2 separate regions of the Sus scrofa genome follow, and region 2 is linked to region 1. The links are chromatin contacts, called in public Hi-C maps. All regions are on one chromosome and are shown on one strand. The core of a region is the stretch at or near the end of the contact, and the rest is flanking DNA. Distances in the headings are between cores, read along the strand shown. Region 1 has its middle 19 kb from the start of ID2. Region 2 has its middle 670 kb from the start of RNF144A.

Region 1 (6,299 bases), core at 1,152-3,651:
CTGTCCACGCGTTGCTCAGGGGGAAAGGATTTGGGGTGGGGTCTATTTGGAAGAGACTGCACATCATTTTCCCGTCTTGGAGTTTCACGATATACATGGAAAAGTCTAATAAATTATGTAACAAAAAAAATGATTAGAGGAGTTCCCACTGTGGCACAGTGGGTTAAGGATCCGGCTTTACCACAGCTGTGATGTAGGTCCCAGCTGGAGCTCAGATTCTATCCCTGGCCTGGGAACTTCCGTATGCTGTGGGTATGGCCAAAGAAAGAAAAACCAAAACAAAAACAAAACAACACTTACTGGAGTGGCGCTTCTAAACTGAACGGACCACAAATCCAGTTTTTCGTGTAACACCTGCTAACATCCTCGCCAAAGCAGCCTTCCTTCCACAGAACATCCCAAGGGAAAGGCTGTGATAAATCCGGTAAGAGATTTTGGTCAGAAGCTGTTTCCCCAAAAGCTCCCCTTCAGTTGGGTCCTGGGCGTAATAAGGACCCTGCTCAATCCCCCGCTTTGTGAGGGTCCTGGGGCCCCTCAGCATGTGTGTGACAAGACGGACGGACTTTTGACCCCAGGTTGGAACAGTTGCACCGATGGCAAAGGGACAAAGCAGTGTTTTTCTTTCTGATTCTGACATGTGTGCTCTGGGGCATACTGGGAAGGTTGTAATTTTCCAGGGCAAACTTTGACACTTTGTTTCTGGGTCACTGAGAAAACACTACCTTTCAGTGCCAATTACTGTTTTCCTCAAATCCGCTCTTTTTGTCCAGTTTCCTTTGAAAGACTGGAACAAACGCTAAGCCTCTGGCTTCTCGACTCGTCACTCAAATTCATAGCACAGATTTCTGAGTCCTGCTTGTGTTCAGGTTGTCCTGCAGAATACATGGTTTGCTCTCAAAAGTCACCTCTTTTCCCAGCCCTGGGCACGCTGCTGGAATCAGAGCTCTGACTTTTTTCCACAGTCATGATGTTACTTGTATAGTTATTGATGTCTTCTATACCTTGTTGAATTTTCAAGGCCACACTCTCACTTTTGATGTCATTTCATTCCAGTCAAATCCCTCTGTATACATTTACATTTTATGTGAAACTTTGACTTGCCATAATCTTTGACATCCTTTGCTCCAAATAATGGTACTTTCTTTTAAGCCAATGCATAATAATACATTCTTCTACTTTTCAAGGCTGCTAGAAGGAGATTAACTCAGACAATGTTGAGATTAACGCTGCTGCAAGTCAAAACAAGTTGCAACATGCTGGAAAACAGAGCCCGGTTTTGAGTTTACAAATGAAGGGTGTTAGACCTGAAACTTTGAAGGTCTGTGGAAAGCTTTATGCTTCTGCATGTTGCTAAGCTCAGGACTCTTGTGTGTAAATGATACAATAACAGTCTTAATCACTTATCATTCATTACATTTTCCTCAAGTGTTTGAGATTCAATTATCTTTCAACCTATTGCAGCTCTTTAAGTAATAAATTCTATTAACCTGCTACGCAGCACGTTCAAGTTGGACCCTTGGCCCAGGGCCTTGCAGACGGTGGTGGCTGCGCACGAAGATTCAAAAGGACAGTCCCCTGGGCTGTGATCAGTTTCTAAGCTTTAAAAGACAACCCAGGCAATTCCAGGAGATACTGTGCCGAGAAAGTACGACCCATGAGGAAGAAAAGGGCATGTATTTGGGATTGGATGGAAGTGGGGACAAGTTCACAAAATCAGGACCATCTGTGAATTGAGTTTCCTGAAGATCTTTGTAATATTCAGGACAAATTCGGTTAAGTGGACGGCTTTAGCTTAGAAATCAATTTGCACAGGAATAAACTGGGACCAGATCTTAAAGACCCTTGAAGGTCCATCCAAGGTTACTAGGCTCGGATACGCTGCGTGATGGTGTCATCACCACTAGTGCGCGGGACACGAACGCGGGGCTTTGCGAGGCTCCTCTGGCATCTGCGCACAGACTGGACTGAAGCGGGGAAGCGGCGGGAGGCAGGTGACGCGGTTGGCGAGATGCGAGGCGGAGGGATCCTAAGGGCAGAGGCAGGAGCCTGGCGAGTGATGGGACGAGGAAGTGGGAGAGAGAGGAAGCAAAGGCAACTGGTTTCGGAGCCCGAGTAATGGAAGCAGTGATGGCACCAGGGACAAGGAGGAGCACACATCAGGGCGGGGGGCGGGGGTTACTGGGAGGATGGGTTTGAACTTCGTGTTGGACAGGCTGTAGGTGAGGCGGGGCCGACATCTGGTGGACGCTGTCGGCTGGTGCTGGAGGCGAGGGAGGGCGGGATCCTGGGGCTGGCTGAGCGCATGCGCGGTCTCCTGCCACCCCCCCCCCCCCATCACGTCAGTGCCCAGGGTCACCGCTGTTTCCTCCTTGCCTCATTCCAGAGTCCAAGGTCCTGGTTTTAGTCTGTTTCCAAATGGCAGTCTCTAGGGTGCACAGCGGTCACCCACTCCCTGCCCCTGATGCTGTGGTTAAGGTCTCATGATTGTCGCTGCAGTCTAGACGCTGACTTGCCTCCAGGGAGGTGTGGCAATAGAATAAACCAAAGGAGTCTTTAATTTCTCCAGTTTTCTTCTGGTCACGAAAATACATGTTTTTAAAAATAACTCTCATCTCTGTGTGTGTGTGTGAGAGAGACTGGGTCACTTTGCTGTACAGCAGAAAACTGACAGAACACTGTAAACCAACGAAAATAGAAAAAAATACAAATCCTTATTAGAAAAACCTCACATCCAAAAAGTTCAAACTCTTGCACGTGTACAACAGGAGATGGGTAACACATACCCAGGCAAACTTTGCCATCCACGTTGAAAACAATATGCAGCAAGACAGATACGAGATACCTAGTTACAGGACGGACTACTACTCTGCAGTGAAAAGTCCCGAATGACACCTACGTTCGTCCCCTGGGATAAGCCTCACGGTGTGTCATGAAAGAAGCACGTCAAGGATAAACACTGACAGTATGACTTCACTGACATGAGGTCCAGACCAGGTACACTTGTTCGTGGGCACACGCATAAGACGGAAACACGTAAGGGTACGCAAGGAAGGGTCGGTCACAAGAGGCAAGAGAGTGGTGTCTGCAGGCACTTCCAGAAGAGACACACGAAGGACTTCTAAGATACTGGCTGCTCCTACTTCTTCAACTTGCTGTGGCTCATGGATATTTGCTTTATTAGAGTGACACAGTGAGAAACAGAAATAGGATCTTTGGCCCACGTTCCTGACGCAGAGCCCTAAACTCCTCGGGGCTTCCCCGGGTGATCGGACAGTCTTTTGTTCTAAGGGTGCCTCTTGGTGGCGCCCGGATAAGCATCAGGCTGGGGCTGCTCAGAAGAAAGACCAAACCACGATTAAAGCCTGGAACTTCCGGTCCCACTCTCCGTCCCCGGGGAGCGGACAGGGTCTGAAGACTGAATTCTAGGAGGTGCGCTGGCTGCTTTGAGGTCTGAACGGCACCTGGAGGTCCTGGAGGGAAACACTCCTGGTTTCTCGTGATGAGGGTGCAGCGACAAGAGGCTGGTACCCTGATCTTGGACTTCCAAGCTCCAGAACCGTGAGACACAGATCTCTGCTGTTTATAAGCCTATGGTCAGTCTATGGTGCTTTGTTACGGCGGCCTGAGCCAAGACAAAGATAAAATGAAGCTGAAAGCGGGGTGAAGGCAAACCACTCGATGCAGCACAAAGGTACCTGTCACAACATGACCACTTTGCAACATGCTCAGCTGTGAGCGCCGGGCGGCGGGCCTAAGTGACCGGCAGGTTTTCCTCTCCCTCTGCGCTCAGGAGCCCCTTGGCCACTACCTGGGGGTCTGCAAACCGCGTTGACATCGTCCTTGGAAAGGAAGGCGTGGCTGGGGATACGTGAGTCGGCTTTGGTGTCAGAGCTGGGCTCAAGCTTCTGCTCTAACATGGAAAGGCTGTGAGACATGGGGCAAGGTTTTTCCCTTCTCTCAGCTCTGGTTTTGCCATTTGTGAGACAGGCAAAATATCTGCATCTCCAGATTATTGCAAAGACAGGGAGCGACTGTTTGCAAGTGACTAACATGTAATAAGCACTGGGGAAGCCGTGCCAGACACTGAGGGCTTCTAATAGACGAAGAAACGAAAGCCGACTCGTAATGGCCAGCGGAGAAACAGCGGACCCAGGCCGCCCGAGACTCCGTCCTCATGTCACCCGCAGTGTACTGACCGACTGACTCACCATTTCAGGGACGGGACTGATCAGATCAGCCATCTGCCGAAGTCACATTTAAACACACACATGCACGTGCACACACACACTCTCTCCCTCCCCCGCCAGCACCAGTGTAAATACTTCGAGTTGGTTCTGTCCATCCTAATGGACGAGCTCAGTGCAGGAGACCCGGTCAGTGAGGACGGTGTGGCCAGCCAGGCGACGGGTTCTGAGATGCACAAGGACTTAGAGGCCCAGGGGGCCCACGGATCCGGACTCCTTCAGCATCGAGGGTGCAGGTTCAGGGGAAGGACGGAGGAAGGAGACCGGGCTTCGGTGGGAAAACCCGGGACTCACTCGGCAGAGTGCGACGGCTCAGATGTGTTCAACACTCACCACGCACATTTTCTACAACAACGCAGCGTGGAAACCGAGGCACAGAGACCCACGGAAGACAGCGTGATGGGTACCGGGCTGAGGGAATCAGGCACCGCGGTGGGAAAATCACCAGACTTGGAGTCAGCAAAGGAGGGTTGGTGTCTTTGTTCTGTTTCCTAGCTCAGTGACCTTGGGCGGGGTGGGGAGAGGTCTCAGACTCCCAAATCTTTAGTTTTCTCAAAATGAAGATGATGCTGATAATGCCAAGAGTCTTAGGAGCGAGTGATAAACACCTCATGGACGGTTGTTAATGGAAAAGGTGTATGTTTCTGGATCTCGGTCCCCTTATCTACAAACCAGGGAGAGTGACAGTATTTGTTTTACAGGCTTGTTGGGATTTAGTGAGTTAATCCATGTGAAATGCTTCGAATAGTGTCTGGATTAAGTAAGCACTCGAATTACTAGGCAGTTAATTACATAAAACCAAACTGTCACCCACCACCAGCTCAATCCACTGTCTACCCGCCATCACTGATGTGTCCGCTGGTGTCTTACCTTTAGCAACTAGTCATCGTGAAAGACGAAGGGTCCCATTTTGCCTATTTTCTTTCCTTTTCTTATTAGAAGACAGCGACTAGAATCATTAAACAAACAACAAAAAACAAAACTCTGCTGCAGTCATGACTTTGTAAGTACATATGTTACTCATCTATTCATATTTACTAAGCATTAACACTGTTCAATAATAGAATATAAAGAAAATACGTACAGTGCTATTTCAGATTGTAACCTAACACCGAGCACCTCCCATGGTGATACAGTCTAAGGCCGACCACAGAACGGCCACTATAGGAAAGACGATAGGACTGCAAATAAAGTGAATATATCCAATTTATGTACAAACTTTAATGTAATGGCCTAATCCATGAGTAATAATGGGACAAAGGACACTAAAAAGAAGTCATTAGATTATTAAGCAAAAATTGAACATTGTTCCAAAATAACTATAGGAACAAAGATATTTGATGTTTAAAAAAATGATTTTTCCCTATAAATATAATTTACACGGGCTCTAGACTTTTCTTTCTACAGATGTGCCTGCGGCATATGGAAGTTCCTGGGCTAAGGTTTGATATGGAGCTTCAGCTGCCAGCCTACATGGCAGCCACAGCAACACCGGATCCAAGCCACATCTGTGACCTACACTTCAGCTTGTGGCAACACCAAATCCTTAACCCACTTAGCAAGGCCATGGACTGAGCTGGCATCCGCATGGACACTATGTCTGGTTCTTAACCAACTGAGCCACAATGGAGTTGTTAAAAGACTTTTTTCCTTTGCAGCAACATGGATGGAACTAGAGACTCTCATCCTGAGTGAAGAATGTCACAAAAAGAAAGACAAATACCACGTGATATCACTTATATCTGGATCTAATACATGGCACAAAGGAAGCTTTCCACAGAAAAGAAACTCATGGACGTGGAGAACAGACTTGTGGTTGCCAAGGGGGAGGGGGAGGGAGTGGGATGGACGGGGAACTTGGGGTTCATAGATGCAGACTATTGCCTTTGGAATGGATTAGCAATGAGATCCTGCTGTGTAGCGCTGGGAACTATGTCTCGTCACTTAGGATTTTAGGGGAAGGTAGTTTTCACTCAGCCAGTTCTCATATATCTGAGAAACTTCCAAGTTTCTTTCTTTTTTGTCTTTTCAGAGCCTCACCTGCAGCATATGCAA
Region 2 (6,299 bases), core at 1,653-4,152, 710 kb before region 1:
GGTTCTATGACTACAAATTAATTCCTAGCAATGCCCTCACTAGACCCTCTCTATGGAGTAATCTTAGGGAAGAGAAAGATGCTTTGAGTGCCTCTAGTATTGTAATTTAAAAGTTATTCTAAGAGGTAGAGCAAGAGGAGAAACGATGGAAGGAGGGAGAAGATGGCCTAGCTATTTGAGTGAAGGAAAGTTCCTGGGGCCTGGAGAAGGCACAACAAAGGAACAGTCCTGTAGGGATGCATGCAACACACTCAGATCACAGTCCCCCGTGGATTCGTCCTCCGGATGAAGAGGACGAGGATGTGGGAAGAAGTGCTGGTGACTTAGGCTGAGGTTTCTAAAGCCCACCACAAAGAGACTGGATTCCCAAAACTGCAATATGTTAGCCTCTGCTAAGCCTCTGATTCCCTTATGAACTCTGAATTAAGCGACTTCATTTATTTATTTATTTATTGCCTTTTTAGGGCCACGCCACGGCTGATAGAGGTTCCCAGGCTAGGGATTGAATTGGAGCTATAGCTGCCAGTCTAGACCACAGCCACAGCAACATGGAATGCGAGCCACTCTGTGACCTAGACCACAGCTCACGGCACTGCCAGATCCTTAACCCACTGAGCAAAGCTGGAGATCGACCCTGCGTCCTCATGGATACCAGTCAGATTCATTTCCTCTGAGCCATGATGGGAACTCCTGAATTTAGTGACTTTAAATGCACATGGACTTTGGCAGGCTTTGAGCTGGGGCCCTACATAGGCGATTGTATTGGAAATTTTTGCAGATACATTCATTTATCTGAAAGTGTAGATGTATAAACTTTTGAGAGACTTAAATGGTTGTATCTCAGCCTGTTAGGGTCCAATGGCCCAAAACAATCAAGGTAATTCGGTCTCTCCTTGCCAGGTAGATTCCAAACCAGCCAGGGTTGAATATCCTTCAAAGTCAGCTGGCATCAAAAGAGAGTGCTAAAGCCTGCTTCCTGGAAGCTTTTCCATTTCCTCTCAAAATATCAAGGTTGGGTTCACCTTATTTATCCCCTGGGAGGTGAAAGAATTTCCTCACTGATGCTTCTCTCCATCATCCTTATTTTCCCATGTCTCCATAGCTGTGATCTTTATTCCCCCTAAAGCTTCCCCCAAATTACACTTCACCTGCCATGAGGGGGAAAGGGCACCAAAATAATATTCACCAAATACTTTCTTTTTAATAAAAATGGCAATAAATTCAGTTAAATAACTATTTATGAAGTCTCTACTAGGTGTCTGACACTAGGAGAATAAAAAAATTGATAAGATGCAGCCCCCACATCAAGCCTAAAGAGGTAAGAAAAAATGCGTAGCAACGACTAAAAGAAGAAAAACTGCAATGTTTCGAATGGGAGAGACTCCATAAACTTAGGCGTGTGTTCCTCGATGCTTGGCTCATGGATCTTCGGCACCAGAATCACCTAAGTGTTGATTTAGATAGATTTTGGGGGGGTCCATTCTAGACTTAGGAAATCAGAATTTCCAGAGGCAGAACTCAGGAACCTATACTCTAACCAAGAGGGGGGCCCAAAAAAACTGAGCATGTCGCTCTCTGAATGACCTGCAAGAGCCAGAGGTCTGTGATTGCTGGGGGAGGGAAGGAGGGAGTGGGATGGACTGGAAGCTGGGGATCTGTAGATGCAAACTACTGCATTTAGAATGGATCAGCAAGGGGGTCCTACTGCACAGCACGGGAACTTTATCCAATCTCTTGGGTTAGATCATAATGGAAGACAGTATGAGACATAAATATATACACATGGGTCACTGTGCTGTAGAGCAGAAATTGGCACAACATTGTAAGTCAACTGTAATAAAAAATAGTAATCTTTTAAAAAGAGAGAGAGTTCTGTCTTGCAGGCGGGAGAATTAGGCTGGTTAAGATGTCAAGCATCAGAGATCTGAAAGACATTCTTTGCAGAAGGAACAGCAAGGCAAAGGCACCGTGAAAAGCCTTGGGGAGCATTTGGACAATAATCCAGTTGGCAAGGACACAGGCTATATGAAGAAGAACTGGAGACCATAAACTGAAGCCTGAATTTCTGTCTCCTGCCCTCGCTAAGGTAAGGAGCCTGCAAACCAGACTGCTAAATGAGAAGTCCACACGTCCCTTCATTTTTTGTTAAGCCTCTTATCTCATGAGGATAGTTAATCTCTTTTTGACTTACCTTGGTTTCTTAGCATGAATATGGTAAAAACAACTTAAGCTTTTTTCTTTTATTCAATGAAATCCATCTTACTTAAACCCTGGCCCCATCACATGTTAGCTCCTTGACCTTGTGCTAAGTCAGCTATAACACAGCTGGGAGCCTCAGTTCAGGCCTCAGCAAAGAGGCATAATATCTACTAATTGTCATGAGCGCGAAGCAGGCGGGCACAACGGAGTGTGGGCACCAAGCAGGCCATTCGTGAAGGGAAGACTTTTTAAGTGTGGTCGGGCTCCCAGGATGCTGGTTTGCTTATTCGTGACTTTTTCTTGGATTGAATAACTCACCCTTTGATTCTAATCTTCAGATTCAACTGTCTACCTGGCATATTTACGATCCCACTGAATTTCAACTCGTGCAGCTCTTTTAAGGCGCGTCAGCCTGGGACAACGCTGGGGCCCTGTGTTAGGATGGCCCAGTGCCAAGGCAAATGTTTAGACTTGGCTGAGGGCTTGGCGTTCACTGAGTGCTCAATGCTTTAAAGAATATGCAAACCTGGGAGCTTTGGGGGGAACAGAGGGGCTGGCTTCTCAGCGGGCATTACAGCCACACAGGTGCATGGCCTCCCATTGACAGGGGGCGAACGTTTGACCCCAGAGTCCTAAGCTGGTCCCCGGGAGCGCCTGGAGCAAGTGCAGCTTTGACTGCGCAGAGCCCTGTTTGACTTGGCGGAGGGCCCCGTGAACCTGGCGGTGGGCATGGCCCAGAGGAAAACAGCCTTGACATTGACTCTCGTCACCGCCATGCTCAGGGCCACCTGTGGGTTTCACAACCCACCTCTCCTTTCCCACAGCATCCTAGCCAGTTCGTTTGTGTTCCTGGAAAAAAAAAAAAAAAAAGACAGAGATCCCCTGGCTCTTTGCTCCAATGCTGAGTATCTGCTTGGGTCGCCGCCTTAAGGCACTCACCTGTGCACACCTCTGAGTGCAGGCTCTGGGCCAGCTGCTCCATCAGGAGCCTTTGTTATTTCTGGTCTCCCTCCTGTTTCCACGCATCTATAAATATACAAGTTCCACCGTGATGGGGAAGAAACGAACATTCATTAAGCACCTGCTTCAAGCCAGGTGCTTTCACACACAGAACCTTGTTTAATCCTCAGAGCAGCTCCGTGAGAAAGGAGTTAATATCTCTCTGTATTGGATAAAGACGGTCAGGTGACACATCGGAGGAGCCAAGATTTGGACCCGGCCTGCTGACTCCAAGTTCATGGTCTTTCCGTTTACTCTGCTGCCTCTTAACATGTTCTGGAAAGAGCAGCAGCCAGGACATGAGGCATGGATTCCAGCCCAGGTTCTCACATTGGCCGCCCGGAGACAAACTCCCCTACCTTCTCAAGGTCTCTGCCTCTCTCTCCTTAGGAAATGAGGGGCCTGGACAAGCTTCCACTTTTAACGTGTCTCCCAGCACAACACCAGAGACCAAATGAGGGGAGCGAGATCCACTGCCATCCTTCGTCAGTCCTGGCCAGAGGAAGCTCTGTGTCCACAGACAGCGGCGGTCTGGGTGGAATTCCACCCCAAAGCGGCCCCATGGGTAGGTGAGGACGAAGGCACGGATGGGTCCCGGTCTGTCCCACGACAGTCAGAGGGTCTCTAATAAAGGTGATTTGTGCAAGGGGAAGAGGCCACACACCAATGTGTGCGATAGTGGAGGCAGTGGCTCTTGGCCTGGGCAGACACTGAGGTATGCTCTGTGTGTATTGACCCATGTTGCCTTCCTGACACTGGGACAGAAAGGCAGCTATTTTCCACATCTTGGACATATGTGAGGAAACAAACCTCGGAACGCGTACACACAGCTTGTCCGGGAGGGGCTAGGGTTTGAACCCCATCAGTTACTCTTTTTCGTTTGCTTTTTTAATGGCTGCACCCATGGCATATGGAAGTTCCCAGGCCAGGAACTGAATCCTTGAACCCACTGTGCCAGGCCAGGGATCGCACCCACAGCTCTGCAGTGACCTAAGCAGTGGCAATCGGATTCCTAACCCACCGTGCCATGGTGTGAAGTCCCTCTCAGTGCCTTGTAACCGCTGCATGCAGCATCCCTTTGACAAAGGGGGATGGCTGGGACCCACTCTTCAAGGACCTTGCTCTGTATTTGGAACGAGGAATACAGCGGATGGTTACTGGTTGGCAGGCTTGGCCGGCCATGCCACCTGTGTCCTTCCACTTAATTCTCACAGCAGCCCTCAGAGAGGTGACGTCTTGAGGGACCATGGCTGACAAGTGAGAAAGGATCCGTCAAGAGCAGGGCAGAGGGAGATCTCTGTCTCCCGGTCATGGTCACCTTCCTGACCGCACACCCTGGGCTCCAAGCTCGGGGGGTCTATGGCGACCCCTCACTCCTGCCCTGCACCTACAATTCTAGGAATCAGAATGTGGGACGGACTGGTCAGCACGGCCTTTACGACTCATTCCTCTTGGGGGAGGGGACTCCAGTGACATCATGGAAATAAGGAATGTTTAGCATAGCATTATAACCACATAGTTTAATTATTGCCTTCCAGAGCAGTTTCTCCGTTAACCTAGGAGGCGCCTGAGTGCAGGAAGCACAGTTTCACCTCTGCTCTCTGGATCCTAGTGTACAGGTCGCCACACCAGGCGTGGGGTCACACTTACCTCCCTCTGTGTTGTGAGCAGGTGCTTATGATGCCCCAGGTGAAATAGGAGAAAGCAAAATAGAAACTCTGTGCCCACTGCCAACTGGGAACCACAGGCTCTGATTCTGGCCTCTGAGGCTTTTCGGAATAGAACTGATCGTTTGCCCAAAGGCCATCGGGAAAACGCTAGAACTGAAAGACCAGTATCATGGTCTGTTTTCAAATGTATGAAGGAACTGGAAATGTGGATTAAGTGAGTCTCAGCATACACACTCAGAGAGCATTGTGGCATGGATTTTAAGGAATCATCTTGCTAATTAAATGAAACTCACCTAACACAATTGCAGCTTAAATATTTAAGGTAATCAGAAAGACAGAAGGAGAGAGAGGCTGTTGCAGAATAAAGACCCGTTTCTTAGTATTCCTAACCTCCCTCCCTAGGTGCACAGAAACGGCACGCGTCTGCTGTTTAAACCTCTTTTTATACACGCTTCTTAACTCGTCGCCTCATTTCACGAAACCACATGTGTCTCTAACCTCTACTTACTTACTAAAATGCATGACAATCTGTTCAAAGAAACCCAAGTTAATCCCATCTGAAAATTAGGCGATTGCCAAATTGTTTCAACCTCGGAGAGAGGGACAGATTCATTTTTTTCTGGGCTGCGTGAGCCCCTTGAGATAGTATAACGAACTTGATCCCCCTTCTTCCTAAATTGTTGACAAGTAAACAAAAACAGGAACAACAACAAAAACTGGGAAATGCCAAACACTGGGGTGGAAACTGAGACCTCCCATTTCTCATTGATTTCAGAAAGCTCACCATGCTTTTGGAAATGGTAGGCGCACAGGTGCACAGGAAACCCAGCGGCTCTCACTCACCTTTTGGCTCCTTCCCAGGTCCTGTGTCAGTGGGGACTGCGGCTGCCCCGCAGAGAAGGAGGCTTCTGATTTTAGTGAAACACGCAGCAGAGACAGGTTTGGGGAGAGTGGCCCCTGGAACACCCCCCCCCCCGGAAAGGTCAGTTTAATTAGAGGGGCATCGTTTTTTTCCCATAAATATGGAAAGCAGGGACCGAAGGAAAGAGGACGCTTAGTGATATGTGTGTGTGTGTGTGTGTCTCCTCTGAACTAAGAGAACAGAATCCAAATCAGGTTACTAACTTGGAAGGGCTCTTTGACTCTAAGTTCAAGCTGCCTGCATGTCAGCCGCAGGTCCCATGCTGATGCCCCCCCATAGCCTGACTTACTTCCTAGAGTCAGGGTCCTAGGCTGCCTTTCTTTCTTTTTTTTGGGGGGGGGATGCAGTGGGTTTTTTTCTGTGTATTTTAAGTTATTATTTGAAATAGTTTAAATTAAAGTATAGTCGATTTACAATGTTGTGTCAAATTCTACTGTATTACAAAGTGGCTGGGGCCCTTTTCTGACCTGTGGAATCAGAATCTCTGAGGACACATCTGAAAATCAACA

What was found. Hi-C and Micro-C count contacts between places; a contact is called where the count stands out from the background.
Region 2: a contact with region 1 is called in a Hi-C map of liver, with 4 times the contacts expected there. A contact is called at or near these places in 6 of 47 Hi-C or Micro-C datasets (alveolar macrophages, fetal skeletal muscle, liver and 1 more).

The regions. Positions count from the first base shown.
Region 1 is chr3:127,481,118-127,487,416 of Sscrofa11.1, reverse strand. No RefSeq gene overlaps it. Among named protein-coding and RNA genes, the nearest start is that of ID2, 19 kb to the left of the region's middle.
Region 2 is chr3:128,195,199-128,201,497 of Sscrofa11.1, reverse strand. No RefSeq gene overlaps it. Among named protein-coding and RNA genes, the nearest start is that of RNF144A, 670 kb to the left of the region's middle.